Linked DNA regions of Mus musculus: region 2 is linked to region 1. A link is a contact called in public promoter capture Hi-C data. All regions are on one chromosome and are shown on one strand. Each heading gives the region's core, a stretch centred on a gene start, on an enhancer-like site or on the middle of the called end of the contact. The rest is flanking DNA. Distances are from core to core; before and after follow the strand shown.

Region 1 (7,780 bases), core at 3,497-5,996:
CCTGTCCTCTTGGGCTTTCTTTGAAATTGGTGTGGAAGCCTCTGTGATCTGATAACTCTGGGATTCTAAACACCTACAAAAAGAAGGCCAGCCATTAGCTTGAGTAGAGAGTTTTGGACCATGACTACCACAGCCTTTGAATGCCCAGGCAGATGTACCCAGTGAAATGAAGCCCAGGGAAACAACTTTGTGGACATCCCCGTGTGAGCTGAGTATCCCAAGGCCCATCCTGCTCAAGTGAAAGTCTTCAAATGAGCCTGCACTAAACGAGGTCTGGCCGATTCCTGAGACACTCTGTTGGCCTTCTTCTGTTGTCCCAAAGCAAAGCAATCAGCTTTTATTGATGTTAATCTTTTCAGAAATGATGTCTTGCATAGTCCCAACTTTATGCTGCTGTTCTGACTAAGCTGCAGGTTTTCTTGGTTTGTTGGTTTGCTTGCTTTCAACTTTCTGCTCTGCACTTTGCTCCTAATGTGCACTGTAAACCTGTCTGAAAGCAGCCAGCGGTAGTCGTGCCACAGCTTGAGTGGTCAAGAAATTTTACAACCGATTAGCCTTTAAACTCTACTTCCCACAAAGTCTCAGGACATGGGTGAGGGGCCTCTTATCCAGTTTCCAGTAGAATCCTCACTTCCACCTGAAGCCTCATGAGTACTGTCTTCTCTGTCCCTATTACTCTCACCACTCTGGTATTCTGAGCACCCATCAGAATATCCCATCAAGCTCTGCTTTTGGCATCCTAGGGTTTCACTGAACTTTTTTTTTTTTTTTTGACTCTTCCTGAAAACCAGTTCTAAAAGCTTCCAAACCATGTGGTAATGCCACAGGAACAGCTCCACCTCCCAGATACCAGTTTTCTATATTGATGAGACTGCCTATTGCTGTAACATATTGACTGAGTGAAGCAGCATAAGAGAAGACATTTTAATTTCAATCCACAGTGGAAAAGATGTTGTGGAGCAAAGCAGCTTACATTTTAGAAGCCAAGAAGCAGAATAGAAAAAAGACAAGGTCCCACTTCTAAAGTTTCCAGAACCCCCCCCCCCCAAACAGTATTGATAGCCAGAGACCAAGCATTAAACACATAGGTCTGTAGGGAAATCTCCTATTTAAGCCATTATACAGCCCTGCAGAAGGAGAGGTTATATGACAGGCCTCCTGTGCTATACCCAAGTTTCTATTCCTTGATGCTTCCCCCTCATATCTAGCTGAGGGCTAGGGAGATAGCCTGAGGTAGAGAACTCCATCCAAGTCTCCACACATGGGACTTGGCCTATACACCTAGGATCCTACCTGTTACCTGCCTTGAACCTTACTCACAGGTCTCCCTTGGATCTCCCTTCATACACACCCCATACCTCTTTATCTAACAAGAGGTTTTCAGCTGCAAATCTCAGTATCCCTCACCCTGAACTCCTGAGGAGTTCTGCTTAAATCCAGGAAGCCCTATGCTGGGTTGGGCTAGGTGTCTAGACAACTGGATTCAAGTGGTGTTTCTGTATTGGGAGGATTAAAAGGATATTAAGGAGAAGACATATCTCAGATTGCCCTGTTGATAGCCCAACTCACAGAGCTGAGGCTGAGAGAAACTTGGCAGTGAAGTCCCTTATGATAACATGCTAAATGGTGAAAATCCAGGGCCCCAAAAGAGTTGCTATGTCATGGACAAATTGGGCACCATGGTCAGACTCCAGCAATAGCATCCCAGGGAAGGCAGATGAGCAGAGCCTGTGCCTGGGAGATGGCAGATTCACATACCATGTCAGGAGGATAGCTGTGGAGCTTCACTGGGCTATTCAGGTAGAATGGCCATGGGCCAGAGAGGAGCAGAGAGTAAATCTCCCAACTACAGAGAGGGTTGAGACACGTGTATAGGTGAAGAAGCCAATACATGCCTCACCTTCTTGGCCAGTGGGGTCAAAGTGTCCCTGAAAAGTGGTGCTAGAATCACCCATAGACAGCATGTTAGTACTGGACATCCAGGGCCCCCAGGCCAGGTACAGCAGCCTGCTCTGAATGGGTAGACAGGGTTCTGCCTATGGGTATACAGGCTCACCCTCCTCTAAAGAGAGGTACAAGCCATGCTGAGAGAGGTTCTGATGCTCCTTTCCACTGCTTCTGTCCTCCAAAAGGGTCCATACCTGAACTCCCACAGCTAAATCCTCATCGATGGTTTGACTCTTTGGGGATTTCTTGCATACATTGGAGCAGGTCCCTGACTAGGATGAGGACATGAAAGTTACCTCCAACAAGGACCTAATGGACTAGGGCTGTCGCTCCCTACCTGAGCATTCCACCGAACCTCTCTCTGGTCAGAGTACTTGTAGGGTGAAGGTGTCAGGGCTGCACTTAGTCTCACATGACAGAAGCGACTGCAGTGGGTAGTCAAGTAAAGATAGGAATTTATTAAGTTTTCTCTCACAGAACGCCATAGGCTAGGTGATTCCTAAGTAATAAATCCTTATAGCCTTGTGGTTTTTAGAGGCTAGGAGGTCGGTAAGTGAGGGGTGGTGTCTGGCATGGATCTTCCTGTCATATTATCCTACAGGAAGATAACCTCGATCTAGAGGATGTGAGAGGCTATACTCAAAGGTCCGTGCACTCTTTTAATTAGCATTAATTTGTTGGTGGAGGTGCAGCCTTCGTAGCCCAATCGATTTTCAGAGGTCCTGCCTGGTAATAGTAGATCATTGAAAATTGTATCACACAGCACTTGCTTTGGGGACATGTTTAAACCACAGAGCTGTGATTATGAAAAAAATCCATGAACAGTCAGGGCTCTGGAAATGTGTAACTTTGTCCATCTAAGGATCCAATTTACTCTGGCTCGTTCCACTCTTAGACACCCTCTATCTCATCCCAAATGTGATCACTAACTCCCCAAACTATCCCCCATACAGCTGTACCAAGAGAATCTGTTCTTTTCTGTTTCCTCTATGTCTCCAAATGCAGGAGGTTGTTGAGCATGGTCACATAAAATCCCTGACCAATCCTAGAGCCAGGTGAGTCCAGTGGCTATGACTCTTCCAAAGGCTCCCAGGCCTACTGGTCCCAAAAGCAAAGGATGCCTCCAGGGGTCATAGCAGTCACCCCTGCCACTTTTCATATGGAGACACAAAATTACAATAAAAGTGGAGGACAGATATGCACTATGCAAGGACACGGGGATCCTGGTATTTTGGTGCCAGTAGAAGGCCTGTTTCTTGTCCCCTTCTGTGGAGTTCTGCCCAGCCCAGGGCCTTCTCTACAGAGATGTCAGATGTCCAATTTCCTATGTGACCACCAGCTTAGTGTCTGCCCCACCCATTGTTTTGTAAGAGCCAGGAGGCTGGATCTGTCTTCATTCATTAAGTTCCTATCACCAGGAGAGATGTGAAGTGCAGATTTGGGAATGAATGATGAATGGGTAAATGAATGAATGAGTGTCACCTTGCGTCGCTGAGGTGAAGGAGCAGTGCTGCTCCTGAGTCAGCTTTAGGCATCAGATGATTCAGCCCAACCTTCTCAGTCAGTACCATCGAATTTCAAACTCCTCAGTGGGCACAACACCTCCATTCCCAGGGAGCTGCAAAGCTACGGAAAAAAAAAAAAACAAAACAAAAAAAAAACGCCAAACACAAGACTTACGCTAGTTTTTCTCTTTAAAAACTATAATTGGGGAATACCATTGATTTAGATTTCAACAATTTATTTATTTATTTAAGTTAAACCATGCACACACAGATGGCTTCAAAGTGAGCAAATATTGGGCCAGGTCTTTTCTCAGGAGATGAGGGGGCTGGAGAACAGAGAGGAGAGGAGGAGACAGCCGGGAACTAGGGCGGGGGAAAGCCAGCCTCGTGACTCATCCGTCGCAGGGTCGAACCAAGGCTCCAGGTCACTGTGGGGCGGTGGAGCCCCTGGCTTGGATGCAGGCTCACGGCTTGCCAGACGGGTCTGCCAGCGCATCTCCATTATGGGGCGGTTTCCGGGGCGGCCCAGCTTTCCTTTAGACCTGGGGGATGCCTACCCCCTGCACCTCTCAGGTCCGGGCTCTGGCACATCTTGGTCAATATCTTATATCTTAATAAGGAGCTTCAATTTTCTCCCTTTTTCAGCCAAGCCCAGTTTGCTCCTGGCAGGCTTGGAAGAAGTTCACAAGCCTAGTGTGTGCTACTTTTTCTTGCTCTGAAAGAAGTTTGGAATAGTGAGTGGGGCATGTTGCAAGAATAGGAGTCCACTCTGTGTGTGTGTGTGTGTGTGTGTGTGTGTGTGTGTGTGTGTGTGAGAGAGAGAGAGAGAGAGAGACAGAGAGAGAGACAGAGAGACAGAGAGAGAGACAGAGAGACAGAGAGAGAAAGGCAGAGAGGGAGACAGAGACAGAGAGAGACAGATTGGTTGTACTCTGTGTCTACACAGTCTGTCTGGCCTTAACCTCAGGAGGATCTGAGAGGTACATTTTATTATTATCACATTTTACAAATGAAGAAACTGAGGCACGGAGCGATCTGTCCCCCTTGCTAAAGTTTCACGTCTAATATGACTGACTCAAAATTCCAACTCAAGGTGTTTACCACCGATTGGGCTTCCTCCCTCCCCTTACAGTAGAGACTGGAGCTTGGGAGCCGCCCCTCACCCCTTACCCTGAGTCTTGGGGGCCCCCCGCTGTTGTCACGACAACCAGAAACCAATAAGGAGCAAGCAGGCGGCAGGAGGCTCCGCCCCAGCCCCACCCCTCTCGGAGGGCTACTGGCTGGCTATAAGGGCAGGAGACCGAGCGGCGGGAGCCTGAGCCAGGGAGCGCGAGGCGCAGCGAGTCGTCTGAGCGTCTGGAGCGATCGGAGCCACCATGTGCGGTGAGTGCACAGCGGCCTTCTCCCTCAGAGCCTAGGCCAGAGAGCCAGGCACAGGGGACCTGCTAGGGGCGGCGATTGTGGGGCTTTCATTAGCCAGGCCTTCCTTCCCCGCGCGCGGACCCAGAGTGACGTCTCGGGGACATGGGGGCGTGGGGAGGAGGACGACTAAACTCCGTGTAAGAGGAACCAAGCCAGGACCTCACAGAGCAGGGGCAACGAGGCAGGTCCCAGAAAAGGAGCCCCGCAACACAGAGGTGTCTCCACCAGGAGGGTGCTTCCTTCACTTGGCCCACAAAGGCCGCCACGAGCAACCTCATCATTCCGGGCTCGGAGTGGTGGTCCAGAGTCCCAGTTTGCCGCGCCCACCGAGGACAGGAGACCTCACCTGTGCGGTGTCAGCAGCCCGCCCCGGGGCGTCCCAAACAGCTCCTGGTGCGCTCAGAAAGGTTTGCCCATCTTGCTTGCGACTCAAAAAGAATCTCCTGTCCCTAGAAGGGTGGGAACTGTGGAAAAGCTTTGCTGGAACGAGCTCTTGGCGACAGGATAGATAGTGACTTCCCCGGAGCCTTGGCCCAAAGCTAGGAGCGGGAGCCCTGGACCGGATAGCTGCGCAGCCCGGAGCGACGCCGAGGTGTCCAGCCGGGTTTTGAGAGCAGAAGGGAGGCGGCCGCCCTGGGCGCACATCTGCAATTCCTTACCCTCCTGGCTGGCTGGGCCGCCTCCGCTGGCTGGCTGGCCGGGGAAAGCCGGGAACTTCTGGGACAAAAGGTCACTGTGCGCTTTTTTTTTTCCTGCCTTGAGTAGGATTCAGTTACCCACTCCAGCCCCCTGCGGCTGGAGAACCTGGTGGAACTTTTGAAGCCATGAAAGGCGCCTCTCTGACTTTGCTGAAGGCTTGTGGGGTGGGGTGTGCCAGTGGGTGAGTCCAAAGCCAAGGTCTGTACAGGCCTTGTTTCATGAGCCAGGAGACCAGGAGAAAGGAACCACAGAGCAAGGATTAGGCAGGAACCATGGGGACGCAGCCTCATCCAGAGAGAGCCGGGGTCAGTTTAAAATCCTGGATCCTCAGACAGAATCTTAGGACTCCTGGGCATCCTTTGGCAACGTGTGTGAAAGGTTGCTTCAGGCGTTTCTGGACACTGAAATGAAACAAATGTATAAGTTTTGTCAGATTCAACCCGCCCCCCGCCCGCCCCCCCCCCCCGTTTGAGTTCTTGTAGATCTTTAGCCACCGGTGGCTTTAGAACCAGACTTTAGCAAGAGACCTGAAACTACTTGAGCTCCAGGGCTTTCCTTGCTGAGCCTCTCAGATGGCCCTGCATCTCCACCATCAACCACCTCAGCTTCCCACCCTGTTTCCTCCTGGCGTCTGCCTTTCTTCTGTGTCTTTCCAAGCTCTGGAGAACTGTCTCCTCCAACCCTTTGGAAGAGATGGGGTTTGGGTTATAACCAACCCGTCTCCTTTCTAGACTTTGGTATTGATTTGTGACTGAGTATGAGAAGTGCTTTGAGGTCACCAAAGAATGTCTAGGATGCAGTAGAAGTCTTGGCCCAGCTGTGCGCCTATTCAGAACCAGAATCAAAGGAGCCAGATGAGCTAGGCGAGGTTAACTCCTCAAACTTCAGGGTTTTTTTTTTTTTTGAAGCCGTCCTTGCTGATGTCTGACCCAGCCAGCTGCCTGGAATTGAGCATACTGGTCTGGGTGCTCTTGGACTTCGTGTTCTGCACTGGATACTGGCTTTCCTTTTATGGTCGTTTTCACTTGCAATTTAGTGACTTTTACAGAAAAAAAAATGATAATGATCGTGTTTTTGGCACAAGGGTACAACAAATATTGAATCAGTTTCACTCTACATTTGGGGGAAACTGAGCCCCAGGGAGGCCTGTCTGAATAGGAACCTTAAGGTCATTTCAATGTCCTGGGCCATGTCTGCTGCTTTCATTCAAAGCAGCCTCAGGTTTCAGGGATCAAGACCAAAGGCCTTATGGGATGGTAAGCTGATGAGATATGACATCCAATGATGTCTCCATCCACAGAAAGCTGGGGCCCAACAGGAACCAACCCTCAAAGAGAACAGATGTGCTTTAGTGTACCAAGAGTTAAGCTGACCCTTAAATGTTGTCTTAGCTTCCTTTCCTGTTGCTGAGAGAAAACATCCTGGCAGAAGCAACTTAAGAGAGAAAGGACTTGTCCCAAGTTACAGTCCATCATTGTGTGGGAATCCAGGTTGCAGGAATGTGAGGGACCCAGGTAGATTAAGTCCAGGCGAGAGCAGAGAACAGGAGTGAACGCATGCAGCACTTAGCAATCCGCCTTCCCTAGCGACCTGCCTTCTTCCATTCAACCTAGCACACAACCCACAAAATGGCCCCATCTATATTTAAGGTGAGCCTTTCTATCTAAACTAATACAAGTCAAAATATCTACTACAAGCATGCCCACAGGCCAACTTAAATCCACCTTCATTGAGACTCGCTTCCCAGGTGATTCTAGAAAGAGCCACTATTAAGCCAACCCTCGTAGGTACCCACGTGCAGTTTTATTGACATCAGAGTTCCCTGCATTCTGTTGACTTCCTGCCAATAGGAAGGTTACTGTGTTCTTTCTCCCTGCCCCCTTTGTGGTCTTCCTTTCCTTCCTGCTTTTATTCTTCATGAAATCGCAAATGATTGCCTGTGGAGAGGTTCTATGTTTTCTATGCTCTGAGGTTCTAAAGGGCATGTGGCTGTGCCACTCATTACTTCTAAGAAGGGACAGGTGAAGAAAATGGCCATTCTGTAAGCCAGTCACTCTCCAGCAACAAGATCATCTCAGCTGGCAAATGCTGCTACACAAAAGATACCTCAGACATAGGCTACACCCTGGCAGTACCAGGCTGAACCAGGCAGACAGACAGCTTTTTGTTCAACGCATAGGGTTTAAATATTTTTTTTAGTTATCAGA
Region 2 (7,780 bases), core at 1,779-4,278, 590 kb before region 1:
TGTTGCTCTTTAATTAGTTTATAAGCCTGCCTTGGAAATATGTCCACTTAATTACTGATAAGTTTTAGTAGTCCTCCCCCGTCTCTGGTTCTTTCTCTAAGGCATTTACTGGCTAGAAATAAGCAAGAGTCTCTACTCATTGTCCATGTAAACTTCAGGACCAATGGTGGGTTGCAAAGAGGTTGTGACTGTAGTTACGAGAGTCATTACAGATGAGAAGGGGGCACCTTTGAGTCTGAGTCATTCCTCTCAGTGGAATCCAGGAAACTTTGCATACGTTCAGTTGCACTTCTGCGTTCCCGGGAACACTGCAAAGTTTCTTCATATAGGTCGTGCAGGTGTATTGTTAGCTCCTATTTCATTTTCTGCTGGTTCCTATTATAAATGTACTTTTGCTTCATTTATTAGAATTATAGTTTATGCATAAGGAAACTATTGCTTTCTCTGTTAATTCTGAAAACACATACTTTACAGTGTTGTCTCATTGTTTATTCTGGTTTTCCAAGTTAATTCCCTTGAGCTCAATAAAAATAAAATCTTGTTATCTGAAAGTAGGATAATTATATGCTTGCTTTGCAGTGTTTATATTCTATGTTTTTTTTTTTCTTATCCAGCTGCAACAGGAAGTAATGATAGTAACTGGTAGGTAGTTATCTTCTGGCTCTCTCATTGCTTTCACTGTTTCCCCTGCCACACTCTCTAGTGCCCCAGTCCTTACTGTCCTTATTTTAGGACTTGTAAAAATGTCCTCTCTTTGTCCAAGATGCATACAGAAAAACTGTTGTACAGTATTGTTTATTATAGACCTAATTTAGTTTTTATACACTTAATTAGGAAGCACTTCATACATGAACAAGAGGAGAATGGCTAATGAGATTCTAATTCAACAGAACAACACAGAAAACAGCATTATGAGAAATCATAATGAATAACACTATATTTTAAATCACTAAAAAGTGCATAGGTAGCATGATTGCAACACTCTAAAAAAGAAAAAATCCATTCAACTGGTGGTAGAAAAAGGAAGGAAGTCTGTGTGTGGTAGCATACAGACAGGCAGATCTCTGTAAATTCAAGGCCAGCTTGATCTACATAGTGAGTTTGAGGCCAGCCAGAATTACAGAGTAAGAATTTGTTCAAAAAAAAAAAAAGTGTGTGGGATCTTATATAAATGGTGGTTATCACTAGGTAACTATTCTGTTTTTATTCTTTTTTTTTCTTAGCTTGGATATCCAGTGCCAATTTTACATTTATAATATATCTTAGTTCATACTAGCCATATTGCATGTGTTTATTAGCCACCAAATGTACATAGTAGCTATACAACAGGTAGACAGTCTTGGTAGCTGTTCCAAAGGACAAGTGCTAAAAAAAGGACTCTGTGTGTGTCTCTGTGTGTTTGTGTGTCCACGTGAATGTCTGTGTTTGTGTGTGTGTGTGTCTGTGTCTATGTGTCTGTCTGTGTCTATGTCTCTCTCTCTCTCTCTCTCTCTCTCTCTGTGTGTGTGTGTGTGTGTGTGTGTGTGTGTGTGTGAATACAAGGCCAAAAAAAAAATTGCCTGAATAACAAAAACCATGGTGGAAAATAAAAACATTGTCCACAATAAACGTTACCTAATCAAGATGATTTATTTAGGCTTTATGATCCTTTGCTATCCTTTACTAAATAAAAGTGTCCCAATCCAGATATAATTATTTTTATACTTAATTATCTAAAAGGAAAAACAAACAAACAAAAATCCAAAATCTTGGAATGTGAGCAGGCCAGCCTAATGTGATAGCCTTTAATTTAGACTATGGACTCTTCTAGAGGCCTCAAAGAAGTGCCCAAAGCTCTTCCCAGAGTTGTGCTATCCAGTAAGTGGGATCCTAGCACTCATGTGGCTATTTCAATGAAATGTAATTAGACACTTGGTCTTCAGTGGCACTGGTCACATTTGAAGCACTTGTAGCTGTGTCTCAGCTACTGTTTGGGTTGTAGAAGAATCCCCCAACAACCCCTAACTTGTCCATGTTCTTCTCCATAACTTGCTGCTTGCTGGCCTGACAAGGACCTAGGACCCTGCTCCATCTTGGGCTTCACTGTTTTCCTACTCTGCTGGACATTACCGCAGACTTTCCACTTGCCCTGACCACCTTAGAGATGCATAGACCTTAGTGCCCAAATGCAGTCGAGATACTACTACACTCAAATTGCCATTCCTTCTACATTTCCAAGTCATTAAGGTGAGTTAGGGCTTGCCTACAAAGATATAAAAAACAGGAGTAGACTGGTGCAGATTACAGGCTTTAAACTGGAGTTTTGTAGTTACGGGTGGGGGAGGGTGAGGGGGATTTTGTTAGAGGCAGAACGGGGAAGGTAGCTGTGATAGGTTATTTCTCTGCCACCACGGAAAGGAGCCAATTCAAGTTAGATTAGATTAAAGGCAGGTTTACGGAGAAGCTGCTCTCCTGTGGGCGAGTTCACTAGCTCCGAGGACTGAGGCCAGGAAAGTCCCCATGGGGGGGGGGGGGGTGCACTCAGATAAAGGAAGAGAAAAAGAGCAAGCAAGAGTGACCAAAACTTCTAGATTATATAGGGAGGAACCTCTGGGGGAAAGGGCAGCTCAGCCCCTGGGCTGGGAAGTTGAGATCAGGGTATGCCTGGTTGGGACAGATGCTGTTCCCAACATGGAGCCAGGTCTGCTTTGGTAAGTAAATATTCACCTCTGTCGCTTGTCCTCATTGGAAAACAAACACGAAGCTGCTGGTATCCGGGAGAGAGACAGTTACTTTTCTTCTGCAGTCTCCGAATAGCAGGCTTCCTGGAAATTTGAGCTTTGTTGAGGGTCTTGGCTTTGGGAGAGGAGGGTCTTTTAGAAATAAGGGGTATGGGACCCCCATATTCCGCTTTCTCCCAGGAGCCCAGCCCTCCCTCCTAAGACTCTCCCCAGCCTCGCTTGTTAACTATGAGCTCAGCTTCACAAGCAGGAAGTGAAGTATCTATTTTACCACACCACTTGATTATACCCGCCCCCAATGCACCCCGGAATTGCAATAAAAGTCCAAGACAACTAGAACCCCCTTCCTCTCCGGGCAGACCAGCCGGGATTAGGAGGCCAGCAGAGCACCCACAAACTGCGGGTCACGTGCGCGATCAGAGCCCGACCATCGAGTCAGTCCTCCAGCTTCCCAGAGCGGCCTCGGAAGTGCCCCTGCGGCTCGGGTCTTTCCGGCCAGGCAGTCCGCGCTTTTGTCCCGCCGGCGGCCGGGCTCCCGCGGTGCCGCCACAGCCAGTACGTGAGTCCCGGGCTGCCGACGCTCCCGCCTCTCCCCGGCCCGCCACGCCCTTCCCTTCTCTGCCCTCCGGTCCCGGGCGGGTCCTAGTGGGGGAGGGAGAGCGTGACTTTCCACACGCCCTGGGGAGCGTCCTCTAGGAGTGAAGGGGAAGGAAGAGCCCTGGTTCGGGCCCGGCGCGCGGGCAGGCTGCCATCGGAGCAGGCCCTGGGCCGAGGAAGGGCCAGAGTCCGCCCCGGTGTTCCTTGACTGTCATGGCCGTTTCGGGCTTAGAAAGAGGAGAATCCCGATTATTAGCGCCTAAAAATTTGCCCTGATTGCGGTTAAGTTTGTTTCTGAGACTTGGAGATGACCTGATTCGGTCACCTCTTCCCGTCATTTTGGTGGGGGAGAGGTGTTGAGAGACACTTGCGGCTCTGGAAGCAGACCGTTCTCCACTTCCTGGCCCTCTCCTAGGAGAAACTCATCTGTAGAGCAGTGGGTGCAACCGGAGGCCGCCATCTGCCCTACCCCACCCCCACCCCACCGCAAACTGAGAAAGTGTTGGCCTAGGGAAAAGCCAGCGAAGGCACTTGAACCCAAGTGATCGCTTGGGGAAGTCCTGGGGCAGCGGTGTGAAAGAAAGAAAGGTCAGGTGGAGAGAGCCGCGGCTAGTGTGTTATCTTAAGATGGTTAGTCTAGATGGCCAAGACCGTTTGTGTACGCCTGAAGCTTTTGTCTGTCTGGGGTGTGTGTGTGTGTGTGTGTGTGTGTGTGCGCTTTTGTCTGGGGTGTGTGTGTGTGTGTGTGTGTGTGTGTGTGTTTGAATACGTAATGCTCACGTGTCCAAGGCATTAAAATACAAAGATTTTTAAAAAACAAAAATTTAATGCAAAATATGAAAACAAGATTTTCTTTTACTGTTCTCAAAGGTTGTTCTGGGCCCTACCTTAAAAGGTAAACACTTTTGTTAAGATGTTGAGTAGACTTTAAGGACTTCTTCATTTAAATACTAGCAAATATATAAGTCGTTCCTCTTTTATTCAGACAGGTGGTAGCATAATAAGTCCTGCTTCTCTGTTTCTTTTACTGAATCTGTTTTACAGAACTCATACGGAAACGGGTGGGTTGTTTGTTTTACAAACATGTAGCAGATTGGCCATTTTAAAGGATGCTTTAGATAAATCTCTAGACTGCAGTTGATAATCTTTGAGTTGTTTCTAGTGTTTTTTGCCAAATGGTATTATGTGGAATGATTCTGTATTAGGATAAGGATTTTGAAATTAAGAGGGACTGAGGTTAATAAGGTATTTTTTGTTGTTTTGCATTCAGTTAAATGGGCTACACTAATTGCTTCAAGCTAATCTCTGAGTGGGCCCTTAGCTTCAGAAAAATCTCTCCACTGCCCTTCATGCTCTCTTGCTTCCCTTATTGCTGGAGTATCTAAAAGTATCTCTTTCACTACTATGAGAATATTTCATTATAAAAATCCCTCCTGTCCTTATTCCTAATTTTTAAATAATAGAAACAAATCTTGTTAACCATTTGCATATGCTTCTCATAAATTAAATGCAAAAAATGACCAAAGCACATATCGTCCTCTTTTCAGCATATCACTTAGACTCCATCCTCCATCCGCACGTTCTTCCACTGAGTGCTCTTGAGTTGCCTCTTTCATCCTCTCGTCACCAAATATGGCACCTAAGAGCTTAAGTTACAGAAGCCCTGTACCACACTTGACATATAGGATACTCCCTTATGGGAAACAGTTGAAATCTGGAAATTCAAAGTAGCTGCAGGTATATCACACCTGTTTCTTCTTGCAGCCCCACTGTAGGCGTCACTTCCCACTAAACCAAGAGTGCTCTCTTGTGAGTTGACTCAGCTTTTGAGAACTAACTCCTCGCTGTCCAGAACAGGTAGTAAAGTGAAGGTTCTTGATATCTGCTTGCACTTTTGTAGAACCTAGCAGTAGAATGTGAAAAAGTACAGAAATTGCCAGAAATGTGAGTCTTAAGTAATTTATGAGGGATAGAGACTTTCTCATGGTTGGCTTTTTCACTGATGTTACCACAGATGTTTTCACAGATGGTTAAGGTCATTCTGTCTATCAGAAACTGGCTCAAGAGATTTCCCATCTAGTTTTGAGAAATTAAAACCTTTTTGTTCTGTGTTATGGGGGACAACACATGATGGCCACCACATCCATTTTATTGATTGTACTATAACTTCATCTTGCAACTCTAGTTCTTGGTTCTCTTATCCCTTCTTAGTCTGTTCTCCAACTGATTAGTAGTGGTGGTGGCAGCAGTGCTGTCTTTAGTCCCAGGAGGTAGAGGCAGGTGGAGCTCTGTGAGTCAAGGCCAGCCAGTGCTATATAGTGACGTTTCATTCATATATATATATATATATATGAATAATATATATATATATTAAGCAAAGTAGAGGTAGTACAGTGAATTGTATGCCCAGAGTTTCAGGATTCTGATATATTTATTTATTCTTGGTTGAAGCATTTTAAAGCAAATTTCTGACACCGTTTGTTTTACTCTATTTTAGTTGTCATTAAAAGTATATATACTCCTAACATCTATAGTACCATTACATAACAGCCTATTTTAGCTTTGATTTTTTTTTTTTTTTTTTGATATTATCTAGCAGCAAGTAGGCAGACTACTGGGTCATTTGTCTACAATAAGCTAAGAAGGACTTATAGCTTATACCCTTTGTTTTATTTTGTTTTTTGTTTTTCGAGACAGGGTTTCTCTGTGTAGCCCTGGCTGTCCTGGAACTCACTTTGTAGACCAAGCTGGCCTGGAACTCAGAAATCCGCCTGCCTCTGCCTCCCACGTGTTGGGATTAAAGATGTGTGCCACCACTGCCCATCAGCTTATACCCTTTTAATGGTATGTTCATGAGAATGGCAGTATATCTTATTACACATTCTCAGTTGCCTTATATGCTAAGCTAACAGCATTTATGCTACTGATGCCCGTGTTTTTGATTGAGTGAACTATTGGAAGAGCCAAATAGCCTGTACTTAAACAAGGAGTTAAGGAAACTTTGGCTTCTGACTAGATTGTGAAGGCAAATAAAGTGTTTGTGGTTCATGCAGTTGAGGCCAGTTACTAGCCAATCATACATTCCCCAAGGAAATGAAGTGACTAAGGATAATGAAAATAATTCAGTCTGTCAAGTAATTGATGGTGAGTTTGAATACATGGCTTTTTGTCAAAAGGATCAGAGTTCAGATTCCCATGTGAAAAGTTTAGAGTTGTAACACCATATACCTGAAATCCTAGCAGTCGGGAGGAGAGAAATCCTGCAAACTGGGTAATTTACAACAAACAAAAACCGTACTGCTCATAGTTCTGGAGCCTGAGATGTCCCAGGTTAAAGTGCTGGCATGTCCTCAGACCTTCTTGCTTTGTTTTTGTTTTCACGTGGTAGAAGGCAGCATACAACAGAAAAGCAGAGAGAACCTTAGTAAGACTTCTTTATGAGGAGCCCAGGCCCACAATAATGGCATCAATACACTGTAACATAAAGACAGTGCCTCCATGGCCTTGTTATCTCCTGCCAGGAACAGTATCACACTTTTGTAATCCCAGATAATTGACAGGCTAAACCTGGTATCTCTGAGTCTGGGACTTCAAGTTCAAGGCCAACCCCAGTAACATTGTGAGACTTGTCTCAAAGACAAAACAAAAATATTTTAAGAAAACACCTGCTTTATATTATATTGGCAATTAATTAAGCATGAATTTTGTTTTAATAAGGTGTTAAACTATATGAGAAAATGATCAAGTATGCATTTTATTCTTAACAGCTCTTAGAGGAAGAATTGGATGGGGATAAGAATGAAGGCAGAAAGATTCTAGAGGGCAGGAGTCAAGGCCTAGAAGTTGATGTTTATACTATAAAATCAGCCTTAAAGGATGCTTTGCATGCAAATGAGAGAAGAAGACAGAACAATGGGGTGGATAATAGGATCTATCTGTATTTGGATAAAAGGTTTTGAACCAAAGATACATTTCTAACAGACAGCTTCTAGGAGTGATAGAGGTCATATATAGACAGAGCTGTCTGTCCAGAGGGGAGTAGTTCTGCAGAGTCAAGAGGAAAGATTAAATGAGGGGAGCAGGCACATCTGAACACCAGCAGCTCTGGGAAGGAAGCACCTTATCTAGAAAAAGTGAGTACAGTGTGCTCTGAGGTAAAGAAATCCACTTGAGTAGATGAGGCTTAAAGGGAGATGAGCCACTAAACAAACAGGATGGTGAAGGTAATACACAAGGGAAGCGGAGTGGATGGAGTTCTAAATGGTTTTTCTTTCTTTTTTTTTTGATATTTTAAAAGCTTTATATTTGAAAATAATAAATGTACAGAAAAATTCTAAGAATAACAACAGCAAAAGAAGGGGGATAGAGAGATGGCTCACCTGTTAAGAGCACTGGTTCTTCAGAGGACCAGGATTCAGTTCCCAGCACCTGAAAGGTGGCTCACAGTAGTCTTTATCTTCCTT

The links. Capture Hi-C pulls out chosen DNA fragments and counts their contacts.
Region 2: a promoter capture Hi-C map of pancreatic islet shows a contact between it and region 1. The contact joins the promoter of Zfp62 here to the promoter of Gfpt2 in region 1. A contact is called at or near these places in 1 of 39 promoter capture datasets (cranial neural crest), 1 of 115 datasets of contacts at active chromatin or transcription factors (pancreatic cancer cells) and 1 of 9 other capture datasets (pancreatic islet).

Annotation. Positions count from the first base shown.
Region 1 is chr11:49,789,409-49,797,188 of GRCm38.p6, forward strand. Gfpt2 (glutamine fructose-6-phosphate transaminase 2) reads left to right here and starts at 4,747. Exons shown (of 19, transcript NM_013529.3): 1 at 4,747-4,835. The coding sequence starts at 4,829. It overlaps Gm36507 (a long non-coding RNA gene), which reads right to left. Exons shown (of 4, transcript XR_003949545.1): 4 at 4,830-5,974.
Region 2 is chr11:49,200,264-49,208,043 of GRCm38.p6, forward strand. It overlaps Zfp62 (zinc finger protein 62), which reads left to right and starts at 3,029. Exons shown (of 4, transcript NM_009562.3): 1 at 3,029-3,275.